Linked DNA regions of Mus musculus: all the other regions are linked to region 2. A link is a contact called in public Hi-C, HiChIP or PLAC-seq and promoter capture Hi-C data. All regions are on one chromosome and are shown on one strand. The core of a region is the stretch at or near the end of the contact, and the rest is flanking DNA. Distances in the headings are between cores, read along the strand shown. Region 1 holds the start of Rab9 (RAB9, member RAS oncogene family). Region 2 holds the start of Gemin8 (gem nuclear organelle associated protein 8). Region 3 overlaps Egfl6 (EGF-like-domain, multiple 6). Region 4 holds the start of Egfl6 (EGF-like-domain, multiple 6). Region 5 has its middle 33 kb from the start of Egfl6.

Region 1 (2,857 bases), core at 232-2,731, 310 kb before region 2:
GAGGATTGTTTTGGCTTGGTTTGGTTTTTCTGAGACTGTGTGTGTGTGTGTGTGTGTGTGTGTGTGTGTGTAACAGTCCTGGCTGTCCTGAAACTCACTTTGTAGATCAGGCTGACCTTGAACTCACAGATATCTGCCTGCCTCTGCCTTCTGAGTGCCCGGTAAAAAGACACCACCACACCTGGTTTGAGAAATCATTTTTTATATGTAACTTTTCAACATATGATTATTTAATAATATAATTACTAATAGATTACTTATAAAATATATACATTACTGAGATTTCACATTGATAATGGGTTAGAGAAAATATCAACATTTCGATGATTTAAATGTCAGTTAATGGATAAATTGTGTACTATTTCATTCTGTTTTTCCTTGTATGTGAAAAGCATAGTCATTTTTCCCTTAGAGAAGGTCTCATATAGCCTATGTACCAACTCCCTATGTGCCATGAGGATCTTGAGCTCCTGTCTCTGCTTCTAGAATGCTAGGCTTCTGTGATGTCGGGGTTGGAACCATGATTTCATGTATGGTGGACAAGCACTCGACCTTGACTTGTATCCCAGCTCACTTTTCCATATGCAACAGATTTGTATATCGATAAACCTTTACTCAGATGTCCGTGGGGGAAATATTCTGCACACATAAAAATAGATTCCTTTTTATAAGAAAAAAAATCATTGAAATTCAAACTGGAACTCAGTATTTATTATGAGCCTTATTTTCATAATTATTCTAAAATCATACTTGTGAGAAACTTTGCTAACTGTAATCTTTCTGGCGCCTGATGAAAGGTTATTACTTGAAAATGGCTCCACAAAGAGGCAGACATTATGTAAATTGTTGTGGATCACGAAAGTGAATGTCTTCTCTTAGAAACTAAACATAATCTATATGTTTATGGGGAGCTAAGAATCTTTCTTCCAGGGACTTTTATTTTTACCACCTATGTACTCAATTCCTCATATAAATCAAAGGAATACAAACACCTCTGACCCTATATTTTGCCATTATTATTATTGTTTTGTTTGTTTTTCGACACAGGGTTTCTCTGTGTAGCCCTGGCTATCCTGGAACTCACTCTGTAGACCAGACTGGCTTCAAACTCAGAAATTTGCCTGCCTCTGCCTCCCAAGTGCTGGGATTAAAGGCGTGAGCCACCACCGCCTGCTTTTTTTTTTTTAAATGGTGCAATACTGCTACGTCATAGTACTCATATGTTCTCTACTTTAAACTTTAAGAATAAATTATTATTTTGTGACCACTGTTAGAAGAAACGCAGGTGGGAAGACCAGAGCAGCAGCTAGTACAAAGAAAAACTGCGATCTTGCAAAGCAGTCTGTGGGAAGAGCAGATTCCAGACTTCCTGGCTCAGTCTTCCTTGGGCCTAATTCCTGTGATCCAGACTAGGATCTTAGCCTTAGCGGTTGGGCTCGCAGCCGCAGGCCACGCCCACAGGAAAGACCCCGACCTACAGCTCCTGGCCTGGTGCTACCGCCACAGGCCCCTCCCCGCAGCTCCTGGCCCCGCCCTAAAGACTTAGGTCCCGCCCCTGACCCGGGTCTGGTTTTACCACTCCAGACCCTGCCTCACTGCCTCAGGCCCCGCCCCGTCGCCCCACTGTCAAGGCCTCGCCCCTCCGTCTTGGCCCCGCCCCGGCCGCCCGCCATATTGGTTCTTCTGCCCCAGTCGCTCCCTCTTGGAAGCGCTCTCGACGTTCCGGAGTCTCTGGCCTTCTTCCTGCCCTGGTTGCACCCAGGCGTGTTGGCGAGCCGCCCCCAGGACGTCCAGTGTGTGTCTGCAAGGTGAGCGGGGGTCATCCTTCCATTTGAGGTCCGGCCAGAGCTGGTTAAGAGCGCGCGTAGCCTGAGCTGAGCTGCTGGAGCGGAGGGCCGCCGGGGCGGCGGGCGAGCCAAATTGGCGCGGGTCAGTAGATTGCTGGGCAACAGGGGTAGTTAGCTTGTCCCCAAGTCTCCTGAAAATTCCTACGTCAGTAGGAAGAAAGACGGGTTTTCACATTCAAGCACGGGAAGAAGATCACACACCCAACCACTCGGGACATACACGCGCGCGCGCACACACAAACACATACACGCAGACCGACCGATCGGCCTTACTAGAGAGGAAGAGATATCCCTTCCAAAAACATCATCTCAGGAAAGAGATATACCCCAAATACTTGGGAATAGGATGGTGGAACGATGCTCACGGGACCAATGACATTACCTGGGTACACACTTACACATTAGTCTTTCCCCTAACCACACGGGGACACCCACATACTCGAGACCAAACCTTGCGCCACAGTGACTGACTAATGCTGGGGAAAGCAAGCTTGTGTTATTTGAGTTTGGCGACCTCTGACATACTACCCTTTGACCCACTCAGGTGAGAGAGCTTGGAAGATAAAGCCAGGGCAAAGACCTTGTAGGCGGTTGGGAACATCGTCAGATATCAGATCTTGGCCGAGGTTTCAAAATCGCGTTCCTTTCTTCCTTCCATCTTAGTGAAAAGACCAGAGGAGACTTTTAAGTACTGACCAAATGGTTGGTGAACGTATTATGGTTCTGTTTTGTTTTGTAAATGATGACACATCCCGTGATCATACTTCTTTTGAGGAATAACTTCTGCAAGTTTCCAAATTGGCACGTGACCAGTCTTTTCACAGCGTCCTCATAAAATCAACAGACTGAATTTGGTTTTTGTTTTGTTTTGCTGGTACAAGTTTTGTCTTTTTCCTTGCTAGCACCACTGCAATGGAAAATCCCTACACTGCCTGAAATCTCAACTAGAATTGAAGGAAACCCAGGGCTTTCAACTAAGGACTATTTACCTTTTTCTTTTCGTTCTTTTT
Region 2 (2,700 bases), core at 4-2,503:
CCCAACATAAAGAAGTAATTCTGAGAGTTCTATAGTGTGCTTGAGAACTCTTATCTAACCTCTAGCTATGTTTAATTTCCTGCCATCCTTCTTATCTTAACTTCTCCTTAAACGCTGGACTTGAAGAAACACCAATAAGCCTCTGCCATCTGTAAAACAGTTTCACGATGGAAACGCCTGCCTCTCTGCAACTTGGGTTGATTTTTCCCCCCAGCCCAGCAGTCAACAGAAGGGATCATACACTTTACTGTGAACTTGCACGTGTTAGATTTACCCAAAGCATATACACATGGTTTCTCTTTCCACTGCCATCCCAAAGACACTGTTATCTTGACGAATCATGCTAGCATAAATTGTACTTTCAAACAGTATCACAATCTCACAATTCATAGAGGCTTTGTGTCTGTAACTTTTAGTCTTAAGATTTTGAGTAATGTTCTGGCTTTTAGTTAAAAAACAACAACAAAACAAAAACCAACAAACAACCCCCCCCAAGCAAATAAAAACCCCAACAACAGTGGAGTCCAGAGCCTAATTTGTGCAACGAGTTTGTAACAATCATTTCAGAAAAAAAAAGGGAAAATGGTTCAGAACTCTGGCTACCCACAGCAACTGTCAAATGTTCTTAAGATAACATCAACTAAGAATTCTGACCTACAGAACTCAAAAGTTGCAAGGGGGGCGGGGGAGAAACTCAGGTTTTTGTTGTTTTGTTTTTGTAAATGAGCCAGTAGCTTAGACATCTCTGCAGAAACGTGTCCTGACAGACTTCCTGCAACATTGTGATCCACAGCACGTTTGAATTACACTGTGAGTTAAAACAAAACAAAACAAACAAAAACCCCAAACCTTCCCATGCTTGAGCCTCACTTCTCAAGATCTGAACTGGAATAGTCTGAGGTGGGGGCCTGGGAACAGAATTCTCAGCAGGCACCCAAGGATTAGGAAGCACATAGGGCTTGAGAGCATAAATTAGAACTAGTTTTAACAGTCTGTCAGGGGTTGGGACTCTCACGGGTCTAGGCAACCTCCTCGTGCTGCCGGGTGATGGTAATTAAAGCCACAGCATGAGCGCCAAGCCAGTACTCCAAGCTTCAGGAGTCCGCCACGCTATTCCCTTACTCCCCAAAAGCAACCCATCAGCCCCCGAAGTCACCTCGTGGGCACGCAGCTGGCAGATCTCGGGCGGTGGGCAACAACGGACCTAGCTCTGGTGGTGGGGAGGAGGAAGGGGCGGGAGAAGTGGGGGAGTGACACAAGGAGAGCGGGAGGCTCGGGTTGCCTGGGCAACAAGGAGCTCGCTTCCGGTACGGGGCTTGAAAGACGGAAGTCCCGCCTTATCCGTGACGTAACGTCGTGTCAGTGGCTACACAGAGTCAAGGGCGGCACAGGAAGCGAATTCGTTTGTTTGGGCGGTCCCGGCAGCTAGCTATTGGGCACTAGGGGATCAGAACTGAATTGCACCCTCAGCTTTCGGTTATTATTATTATTATTTCTTCTTTAGCTTTTACTTTCTTTTCACTTTCTTAACTAAAATGGAAGGTGAGAAATTGTTTTGAAAATACAGATTCACTCAGATCTGTGTCAGCTTGACATTTATGAACCTTAATTTGTACCTAGTGTTTCTGTCATTATAATCGTCAGCAGTACATGCCCTTCTAGAGTTGCACAAGAGTCCTTAGTAACCAAAGATGAACTACTAGAAGGCCAAGTGGGCTTATTTGGCAAAATGTGCCATATTTTGCAGGAATTTATTACTAGGAAAACCAGATTTGGACCAGATGCATGGTTATTCCAAAAAGTGAAAATAGGAAACAATTTAAATGCCAAAGGCTAAGATAATTAGGCAATGTCAGTAGTGGGACATTATTACCTTATCATTCCTGTAATATTGGTGAATCAAAGTAGTATAAAAGAATATTTAGCAAACATATACCAGATGTCTACTATATGCTAAGTATCTGCAGTGTCTTGTAGCTTCAAGGCACACGTGATTTTGAGGTACTTAAATGTGAGAATTTTCGATGTGCTTAACTAAATTCCACAGTACATTTTAAAGAGTTAATATTGAAAAAAAAATACGTGAACTGTCTAGTTGTTGTTGACACTGTCTCACTTTCAGCTGGGTCGAAGGTCATCATCTTGCCCTGGCTGGTTTGAATTCCCAGAGATCCACCGGTCTCTTGACTGTTGGGATTACAGGCACGCGTATCAACAAGCCTGCCTTAACTAACTCACATTTTAAGCAATCTTAACCTGGCAGTGGTGTAGCTTCATTGATAGAATGTTTGTCCAGCATGAATGATGCGCTGGATCATTCCTTTATAACATCTCACATCTGGGCATATTGGCGCATCTGTAATCCTAGAATTCTGGGCATGGAAGCAAGGTTGTTGTGGCTACACAGTGAATCTGAGGTCAACCTGGGATGCATGAAGCTGTTTGAGGAAAAAAAAAATCCTTGCCTTAGGGAAGGAGAATTTACCTTAAATGAAGAGTAAAATGAATTCCATGTACATATTTTAATATTTATGTACATATTTTAATAATATGTACATATTTATTAATCTGTTCAATAGAACATGAAATTATATATGTGGCATAAATTATAATTCTAAAGGAGAGTAATATTTTACTTAGTGAATATACACTGGTAAACACAGTTTTTTTACTTCACAAAATTGACAATTGGTTGGGTAG
Region 3 (2,840 bases), core at 71-2,570, 360 kb before region 2:
TGAAACTGTGATTTATTATGTACACTCCCAAGAGAAGGGGGACACTCTGAGCAAGGGGAGGACCTAGTGGAAAACTAGGCCAAAGGTCTTTAAGGTTTCTCTAAGAATAAAGGCAAGGGGGACGGGGCAGGAGAGACCACATAAGATTGGATCATTTGAATACTTCCAGAAGGCCTTAAGAAAAGTGGTTCTCAACCTCTCACAGGGTTACATATCAGATATCCTGCATATCAGCTATGTACATTATGATTCATAACAATAGCAAGTTTATCGTTCTAAAGTAGCAACAAAATGATTTTATGGTTGGCGGAGCCAGGGGTCCTGACAGGAACGTTGAGAGCCACTACCTTAGGGGCACAGGGGCTATCTATAACTATCTGGTTTGGAGATGTTGTAGGGCAGGGGAAATACTGATTTGATGTGTGTGTTGGTCTGCTTTCTCTCACTATTACGGAATACCTGAACCTTGTAGAGAGGGGTGTGACTTAGATGTTCTATGTATGGCTGAGCATCCCACAAACACTTGTTTCTGAGCTTTGTTTTCAGTCTCTGGCTTGAGTTTTGTAAACAGCCTGTTTCATTCCCTGCTTTGCGGAACCATCTTTCTAGCCCCTACGGTTTTATTCTCAAAGATTACAACAGAATTTGTTGAGCATGCCTTTATAGACTCAAAAAATAGGTTATGTGGAGAGATGGCTCAGTGGGTTAAGTGCAAGTGCTGCTCTTGCAGAGGTCCCGGCTTCTGTTCCCATTCACGCAGTAGCTCAGAATCATCTGTAACTCCAGTGCCAGGAGATAATAATGCCCTCTCCTCCATGGGCACCAGGCACACACATGGTGCACAAATGTACCTGCAGGCAAAACATGCATACACATAAAGTTTTAAAGTCTAAAAAAAGAAATAGTGTATCTGGTTTAATCTACACCTGCAAGCTTGCCAATTAATATGATCTATATTCTACTCGCCTAAACCCATGACATTGCCTTCCAGAGTTGCAAATTAGCTACTGTTGTAATGTTCTTAATGGTGCTGATCTTTCTTTCTTTCTTTCTTTCTTTCTTTCTTTCTTTCTTTCTTTCTTTCTTTCTTCGTTTCTTTCTTTCTTTTTTTTTTTTATGCAGACTTAAACATCTCAGTTGACTGCAGCTTTGATCTTGGGGTCTGTGATTGGAAACAGGATAGAGAAGATGATTTTGACTGGCATCCTGCTGATCGAGACAATGGTATTTAAATTTCACTACAGCTTGTTCCGGGAGTAGAGAAGGCTGTTACTACTTACTAGATGCTAATGCCTGTTCCTGCTTAGGTCATGGTTGTTTACCATCTTTGGGAACCTTCGACCTTCGGGTGGCCTCTGATGGATGAGTAACTTGGTATAGCGTCGACTTCCTCCTCATCCTTCTCTTTCCCACATGACCCAGGAAATGTGTCCCAGTGTGCCTCTTTTATATGTACCCTCTTCTTTCTGAGAGAGGGAGATGGGAAGGAGAGGAAGGTGGGGGGATGAGGGGGTCTCTGAGACCTCCCTTTGTGCCAGCTTGCCAGCCACAGTCCTCTGTAGTTTTCATTTTACTTTTTTGATAGAAAATAAATCTTTTAAAGGTAATAAGACCTCTATCTACACTGGAGCTATAGTAGAGTTATCTCTCCGATGAGGATCAAAATCACTATGAGTGTAAAGGTAATGATCTAAACACAAGACTTTCTCATCCTTTCTATTATCCAAGGAATTCATTCTGACCACCTGGCCTTGGATTGTTCTCAACATTAGTTCTGAGCCATAAACTTCCTGGCTTTTGTGGTGTCTGTTTCAACTTTGTTGATGGGCCCTGGGTCCCCCTTGCGTGGAGTACTTGGCTTGCAGACACTGGAACACATATTGAATCCTGATCTCATGAAGACCAGCTACGTAACTGCAACAACTGCTATACATCTCCAGACGCCATGTCCTCACCAGTAGAATTGTATTTCCTTTGGGATATACAGGCTCAGCCTTGAATTAAAACATATTCCTTAGAATAAATTCCTTCCCAAGTTATTTCCTTGCAAGCCTGCACCAGCAGTCAGGAAGCTTTGATCTCTACCAAGAACCCCTGTTAGAGCTAGCAATTGGGGTAAAAAGAAAATATCCCACACATTAGTCATTCTAGTGAGCCCATCACTAAAGATTCAAGGGCAGTGGACAAGTTTAACAAGATGGAATGCATCTTTGGAGAAACTGTCTTGAAAATGAACACAAGATTCTCCTTTTTATTTTTTCATCATGGGATTGTAGATATTGGTGCTACCAGAGCTATAGTGCTTGGGGACCCCCAGATTGATGACAGCTCACCTGGTCAGCATTGTCTTACATTGACTCTCCCACCAATGAGAAGTCTTCTGTTTGCAAACACTCGATTTGCAAATAACCCCTATGTTCTCAGTTTCTGGGGTACTCACATCATAACTTCTCCCTTCCAACAGCTCCACCAGGCCTCTGCATAGTCTTGACTTCCCCTACAAAGCTAAATGTACATGAGAAAGATCGGATACATTACTATTGTTGGAGGGATGAACCCTCAAGGAAAGCTGAAAGCAGGCTTTAGCTGGGATTGAAGAGCTCACAGAAGAGAGGTTTACTGGATAAAGTACAGGATGCCTTTATTTGAGATAAATAGACTTCTTAGTATGAATTAAACATGTTTATTTCACATTCAAACTTCACCAGGCATCCTGGAGCTTTGCTTAATGAATGCTCTTGCTCATCCTCCTCTTTCTTTTTTATTCAGTCCTGGGCCCTAGCCCAAGGAATGGTGCTGCCCCCATTCTGAGTAGATTTTCCCACCCAATTGAAACTTAG
Region 4 (2,700 bases), core at 9-2,508, 420 kb before region 2:
GCTCCATCAGTAGCTCTTCTTTGAGTTGGAAGTCTACTCTTAGACCAGATAGGTAGCTGTGTTTGACCTGTTCCTCACCCTCCTCAGGCTACCAAGCTAACTGGCATGGTCTTCTCATAGCCCAAATAGAGATGCAGGTGGGTTGGAGTTAGAATGGGTTTGGAATTGACACAGTGTGTCTCTGCCCAAACACCATCAGTCAAAGCAAATCACTGGACCATGTCCAATGTCAAGGTGTGGGGTCATGGGCTCTGCCTACATGAAGCCAAAGGGTGTGAATGTGGGGATAAGAAGAACCAGTATTCCTTCTGCTACAAGTCAGAATAGATAACTCATCGCTACCTGAAGGAATTCTTATAAAGTATCTTTTGTTTGTGTTTTTCTGTCTTAGCTTGCTTTCTACTGTTGTCATAAAACACCAAGACCAAAAGCAACTGAGGGGGGGGGGAAGGTGTTTGTTTGGCTTACTCATCCTGACCCATCCAGAAAGAAAGTCAAGGGAAGAACTCAAGGCAGGAACCTGGAGGTAGAGGCAATCCAGATACACTGTTTAATGGTGTTCAATACCTTTCTCGTACCTTCCTGGACCACCTGCATAGGGGTGGCACCGTTTGTAGTGGGCTGGACCTTCCCACATCAACCATTAAGAAAATATCCTGCGGGACTTGCTTATTTGATGAAGGCATTTTCTCAATTAAGGTTCATTTCTTCCAGATGATTAGTTTGTGTCAAGTTGCCAGTGGCTACTACACTACAATATCATTTGAAGTTACATTTGAACTGTTGTGAGTGACTAGAAGACGACGAAGACGACACTTGCCAAATGATGGGGTTTGTTCAAAACTTGGTGACCTCTAACATCTTATGATTTCCCTTGTGTGGGGAAAAAAAAAAAAACCCCAGCCGAGCATGAAACCTCCATTGACATGAGATTGCCTTGTGATTTTGTGCTTGCATCTGTGGTCCTGCTTTGACTTCTCAATTCTCAATCCCTGGAGTTCAAAGTGCACACCGCTTGTCCCAAGCCTGAAACGAATGGCAATTGGAGGTGCCCCTGAACAGCCTGTAGTGAGTGAACTGAAGCGGGGGGGGGGGGGGGGGCGGTGCTGGCGGGGACTTGGGGGAGCGTGGAGGAGTTACGGGTGAGAGAAGAGCGTGGAGGCCTCGTGGGTCGTCCTGGAGGCGGGTCCCAGCCAGATGTGCTCAGTTGCCACGCCCTCGCTGGTGCACCGGAGCGCTTCACCCAACAGAGTATCTCTCCAGGGCGCCCCCAGCCACTCACAGCTCCAAACGTTCCCCAGCTCTCCACCTCTGCGCGGGCTGCCACAGAGCCTGCCAGCTGCGCGCAAAACCAAGGTCCTGACCAGCGAAGCAGAGAAGAGGCGGTGGCCCCTCTGTTTCGTAGGTCCTGAGGGGCTCAGGACAAGAAAGGAGCCCACCCCCGGCCAGTATGCAGCCGCCCTGGGGCCTGGCGCTTCCTCTGCTGCTCCCCTGGGTGACAGGTGGAGTAGGGACCAGGTGAGTGTTCGCATTGACCCTGGTTCCCCAAGCCTGAACGCTCCTTTTGAAGCCCTTTGTCGTTGACCAGCATATGTAAGGGGTACCTAGGTGCTGGGGTTGAGGTGTCTGTGCGTCTTGGGATGCATTTCACCAGGACACCGCACCGAGTGCCCACCAACTTTCTTCCCTGCGTCCCTTGGGTAAGGTTTAGCCTCGGGTGGTCTGTGGATTCCGTTCCCCACTTGGCTGAGTTTGTCTTGTCTGGCGGATGGGGGGAGGGGGGAACTGGGCGAATAGATCTTGGCTGTGTTTGGGATTTGGTGCTCTGCAGCCACCTCCGGTGCAGGCAGATGAGTGAGTACCTGGCACGGTGTAAGTTTAGTTCCTTCCACTGCCCCTGAAGGACGCCCACTGATTACCAGTCGTTAGTTTTGCTAGGGAAGGAATGAAGAAAAACAGGAGGATGCAGAGCGCGCATTTTCCGCATTTATTGTTGAGCGCTAAAGCAGCTCCTTGCTGGGCTCCTGCTCTAGCTGCCTTTGGATTCGGGGTGATGAACTGGAAAATATGCGCTGGTAAAAAGATAGCTGAACCCATCCTTGTTTTTGCCACTTCCTTCTATTCATGAGCTTTTCTGAGCCCCAAAATATTTCCCTGTGAGAGCTACAAAGCCACATAGTAAAAGCACATAGGCATAGTGTGTCATGTAGACCAAGCAACTTTCAGACCATTAACCCAGCAGAAGTCCTTAGTCCCTGTGGCTTCAAAGTATTATTATCGTTGCCATCCCTGTTTTGAAGGGGTGAAAAATTAGGCCGCGTAACCTGTCCAAAGAGACAAAGCCAGTTAAGTGGCAGAGCAGGAACAACCCTAGTCAATGTGGCCCATCCATCATCCTCCACACTGGAGTAGGGCAACCTTTCAGGAAGACTCCCTAGAACACACACACACACACACACACACACTCACACTCACACTCACACTCACACACACACACCCTTCTCTACCATTATGGCTTGCTTCTTCCTTGCATGTCTGCCTAGGGTCTCTGTGCTGCAGAGCTAAGGATCTTTGGGATGACTTAATCATTTGTTGGTGTGGCAGGCTCTCCTGTGTTCCATGGGAAGTATAACAGCATCTCTGGCTGCTATAAAATGCCAGTAACAGCTTGGACACTGCCACCTACCCAAGTCGGCACAG
Region 5 (2,700 bases), core at 87-2,586, 450 kb before region 2:
CTTCCCTTTTCTCTCCCCTGCAAAAGTAAGGGCCACAAAATACATCCACCTTAATGTTTTTGTTTTTTGAGCCAGGGCCTCTCACTGGACCTGAAGTTCACCTATGCATCGAGACAGGCTGCCAGCAAGCTCTAGGAATCATCATTCCTCCTCCTTCGGGCTGGCCTTCCAGGCATGCCCAGCTTTTCAAATGGGTGCTAGGGATCCAAAATCCAGTCCTCATGCCCAAGAAGCGCCTATTTGGCCAATTAAGCCATCTCCTCAGTCTTGAGACGGACTGACTTGTACATCAACTCTGAATGTGATCTCAAATGGAAATGGGTGATTCCTAAGCAAAAAGGCATAAGAAAAATGTCTGGCCTGGCCTATGACCATCATCTGGATGTATCTTAGACACCTCTAGCTATAGAAAACATTAGTAACCCAGGGGCCTGGTGGCTGTCTCTGCAATCTATCAAAATGTGTACACCCAAGTCACTTTTCCTGCTGCTGATTGAGTTGGGACATGATTTAAGAGATCCACTGTTAAGAGAAATTACTTTTCTTCTGACGGTGGACTCTGAGACCAAAATACTCAGGCCACTCTGCCACCCTTCTTGGTTGTATTCTAGGATGCTCCAAGCAACCTTCCTCCCTTCTGTCCTTCACACACTTCCACTCCAGCATTGCCTAACATTGTCTATATTTTCTCCCGTGGGCATTGTCCCTAATATAATCCTTGTTCCCTTTCTGACCGACCAAGCTTAATCCATACCCCTCTCTAGGTCTTACTTCGGTTTGCTAGCCCAGGTGTGAGTTTTCTCCCATGCTGTTTTGCATTTTGCCAAGGACCAGCCTCAGCTTGGAGAAGGGTTCTCAGAGTGTTTGAGAGCAGAGAAACAAATGATTCAAAGTCATCTCATGGGTTACTAGCTGGTGGCCTACGCTCTGCTCAAACCAGCTTTCTAGCCAGTTTTCTCTCTGTTCTGCTTTTCCTGGGGATCTCCAGATAGCTCTTTCTCGATTTTCTCATCGAGACAGATTTCCAAGTAGTTCTCTCTTGTTCTAAAACACTCTCTGGACAGCTCATCTAGTGGAGAGCATAAGCCCACTCTTTTATTTTACATATCAATTCAGTCATTCACTGCAGGTTTCCTTTTGATTATTCTACAAATCAGCACCCAAAGACATCAGACCCTCAATTCTCATTAGACTGCAAGCACACATTTTTTTTAACCTTTCAAAAGAATCCAGAGATCTGCTTGCCTTTGTTAAACACTGGGAATAAAATAGCTGGGTGGAACCCCACCCTGAAATTACCGTTTCTACCTTGCCTGGCCCTGGACCTAAATTCCTTCTGTCTCAGGCTCACTTTGAACTCAGGAATCCGGCTGCCTTTGTAAGTATAAGCAAAGAAACTGAGCGGGATGGGATCTCCTGAGATCTCTATCTCCTTCCTTAGCATCTTTCTGACAACTTGGTCCTCAGTGCAGCTGCTTTTGCTCCTTTAGTTCCTTGAAGCCCCTCATCTAATTCATATTACATCCTTATATTTTGCATAGTTGAAAAATTGTATACTTTTGGATTCATGAATTTGGAGCTCTTTCCCACAGCCTTAAGGGTTGTCCTGAAGGTCCCATCGTTCACCATTTTGCTGAGACATTAGACACTCTTTCACCTCCCGGACTCATGCTGCCTCTGATTACCATGGAGACATTAACATTAACAAGTAGGGTGGCATTCCATAAAAGAGGAATGAGGAAATACGTGCATTATTATACCAACAAGCCTTACACCCAAAGCAGCCATGTGGAGGCCCATACGCTGGTGACCCTGTTCCAGGGGCTGGGACCATATCATTCCAACCCTATCAAAGCTATGCTGGACTCAGCAGCATTTCAAGCCAGCTTTATTGGAACGGTAAGTTTTTTCATCCAGATTCTCTGTTCTGATTATTAACAAACCTTAGTCTTTTTCCTCAATCATTTCTGTTTGTGGTATACCCTGCCTGTGATGATTGTTGTGCTGGCTAATTTTATGTCAATTTGATACAAACTAGAGTCATTAGATAGGGGAAAACATCAATTGAGAAGATGCCTCCATAAGATAAATCTGTAGGCAAGCCTATAGGACATTTTCTTAAATGGTGATCCATGAGGGAGGTCTCAGCCCAATGTGGAAGGTGCCATCCCTGATCAGATGGTCCTGGGTTATATAAGAAGGCAGGTTGAGCAATCCCTGAGGATCAAACCAGTAAGCAGCACTCCTCCGTGACCTCTGCATCAGCTTCTACCTCCAGGTTCCAGTTCTGAATTTCTGTCCTGACTTCCTTCAATGATAAACAGTTATAAGGAATGTAAGCAAAATAAACCTCTTCTTACACAGTTTGCTTTCAGTCATGGTGTTTCATCTGTTTCATAACAGTAACCCTAACTAGGATTTGGTTGGGTTTTCTTTTTATGATTTAGATTCTGCCAGGTGTGGTGGCACATGCCAGTCTAAGACTCTGGCTAGCCTTAGCTTACTGGGGACTCCCTGAGTGAACGGCTCAGAGCCAGGAATCGACACAAAAAGCAAGAGGAGTTTATTATTCCAACATGTTAGGGGTGCCCTGCACATGGGGAGAGAACGACCATGCACAGCCCGTCCAGTGAGCCTTTACACAGTTCCCCAGGCAGCAGCCATTAGGCACAATGTGATTGGCAGAACAGTGTGACTTTT

What was found. Promoter capture Hi-C pulls out the DNA fragments that hold promoters and counts their contacts. Hi-C and Micro-C count contacts between places; a contact is called where the count stands out from the background. HiChIP or PLAC-seq counts read pairs in DNA pulled down with a chosen protein or histone mark.
Region 1: a promoter capture Hi-C map of erythroid cells shows a contact between it and region 2, with 50 times the contacts expected there. The contact joins the promoter of Rab9 here to the promoter of Gemin8 in region 2. A contact is called at or near these places in 20 of 39 promoter capture datasets (the 3T3-L1 cell line, 3T3-L1-derived adipocytes, the C10 cell line and 14 more), 1 of 15 datasets of contacts at CTCF or cohesin (pro-B cells), 6 of 484 Hi-C or Micro-C datasets (CD4 T cells, CD8 T cells, the N1E-115 cell line and 3 more), 11 of 115 datasets of contacts at active chromatin or transcription factors (the 230-238 cell line, embryonic forebrain, embryonic hindbrain and 5 more) and 2 of 9 other capture datasets (adipose tissue and liver).
Region 3: a Hi-C map of embryonic stem cells shows a contact between it and region 2, with 4 times the contacts expected there. The contact joins the enhancer-like site here to the promoter of Gemin8 in region 2. A contact is called at or near these places in 7 of 39 promoter capture datasets (the 3T3-L1 cell line, embryonic stem cells, erythroid cells and 3 more), 7 of 484 Hi-C or Micro-C datasets (the AML12 cell line, the C10 cell line, the N1E-115 cell line and 2 more), 2 of 115 datasets of contacts at active chromatin or transcription factors (large pre-B cells and stem cell-derived neural progenitor cells) and 3 of 9 other capture datasets (adipose tissue, embryonic stem cells and pancreatic islet).
Region 4: a contact with region 2 is called in an H3K4me3 HiChIP or PLAC-seq map of pro-B cells, with 6 times the contacts expected there. The contact joins the promoter of Egfl6 here to the promoter of Gemin8 in region 2. A contact is called at or near these places in 8 of 39 promoter capture datasets (the 3T3-L1 cell line, 3T3-L1-derived adipocytes, cranial neural crest and 3 more), 4 of 115 datasets of contacts at active chromatin or transcription factors (embryonic stem cells and pro-B cells) and 2 of 9 other capture datasets (adipose tissue and liver).
Region 5: a contact with region 2 is called in a promoter capture Hi-C map of embryonic stem cells, with 3 times the contacts expected there. The contact joins the enhancer-like site here to the promoter of Gemin8 in region 2. A contact is called at or near these places in 6 of 39 promoter capture datasets (the 3T3-L1 cell line, the C10 cell line, cranial neural crest and 3 more), 1 of 15 datasets of contacts at CTCF or cohesin (pro-B cells) and 8 of 115 datasets of contacts at active chromatin or transcription factors (embryonic hindbrain, embryonic stem cells, large pre-B cells and 1 more).

What each region holds. Positions count from the first base shown.
Region 1 is chrX:166,478,491-166,481,347 of GRCm38.p6, reverse strand. Rab9 (RAB9, member RAS oncogene family) reads left to right here and starts at 1,481. Exons shown (of 3, transcript NM_019773.2): 1 at 1,481-1,808.
Region 2 is chrX:166,169,007-166,171,706 of GRCm38.p6, reverse strand. It overlaps Gemin8 (gem nuclear organelle associated protein 8), which reads right to left and starts at 1,253. Exons shown (of 4, transcript NM_146238.4): 1 at 1,157-1,253.
Region 3 is chrX:166,530,356-166,533,195 of GRCm38.p6, reverse strand. Egfl6 (EGF-like-domain, multiple 6) reads left to right here. Exons shown (of 12, transcript NM_019397.3): 10 at 1,123-1,224. Among named protein-coding and RNA genes, the nearest start is that of Tceanc, 21 kb to the right of the region's middle. Within about 2 kb of position 1,320, at least 9 of the 459 cell types and tissues checked have an H3K27ac peak or open chromatin away from gene starts, as enhancers often do. A contact at or near this core is called in embryonic stem cells, where this site is marked.
Region 4 is chrX:166,584,274-166,586,973 of GRCm38.p6, reverse strand. It overlaps Egfl6 (EGF-like-domain, multiple 6), which reads left to right and starts at 1,258. Exons shown (of 12, transcript NM_019397.3): 1 at 1,258-1,518. The coding sequence starts at 1,451.
Region 5 is chrX:166,617,762-166,620,461 of GRCm38.p6, reverse strand. No RefSeq gene overlaps it. Among named protein-coding and RNA genes, the nearest start is that of Egfl6, 33 kb to the right of the region's middle. Within about 2 kb of position 1,336, at least 11 of the 459 cell types and tissues checked have an H3K27ac peak or open chromatin away from gene starts, as enhancers often do. A contact at or near this core is called in embryonic stem cells, where this site is marked.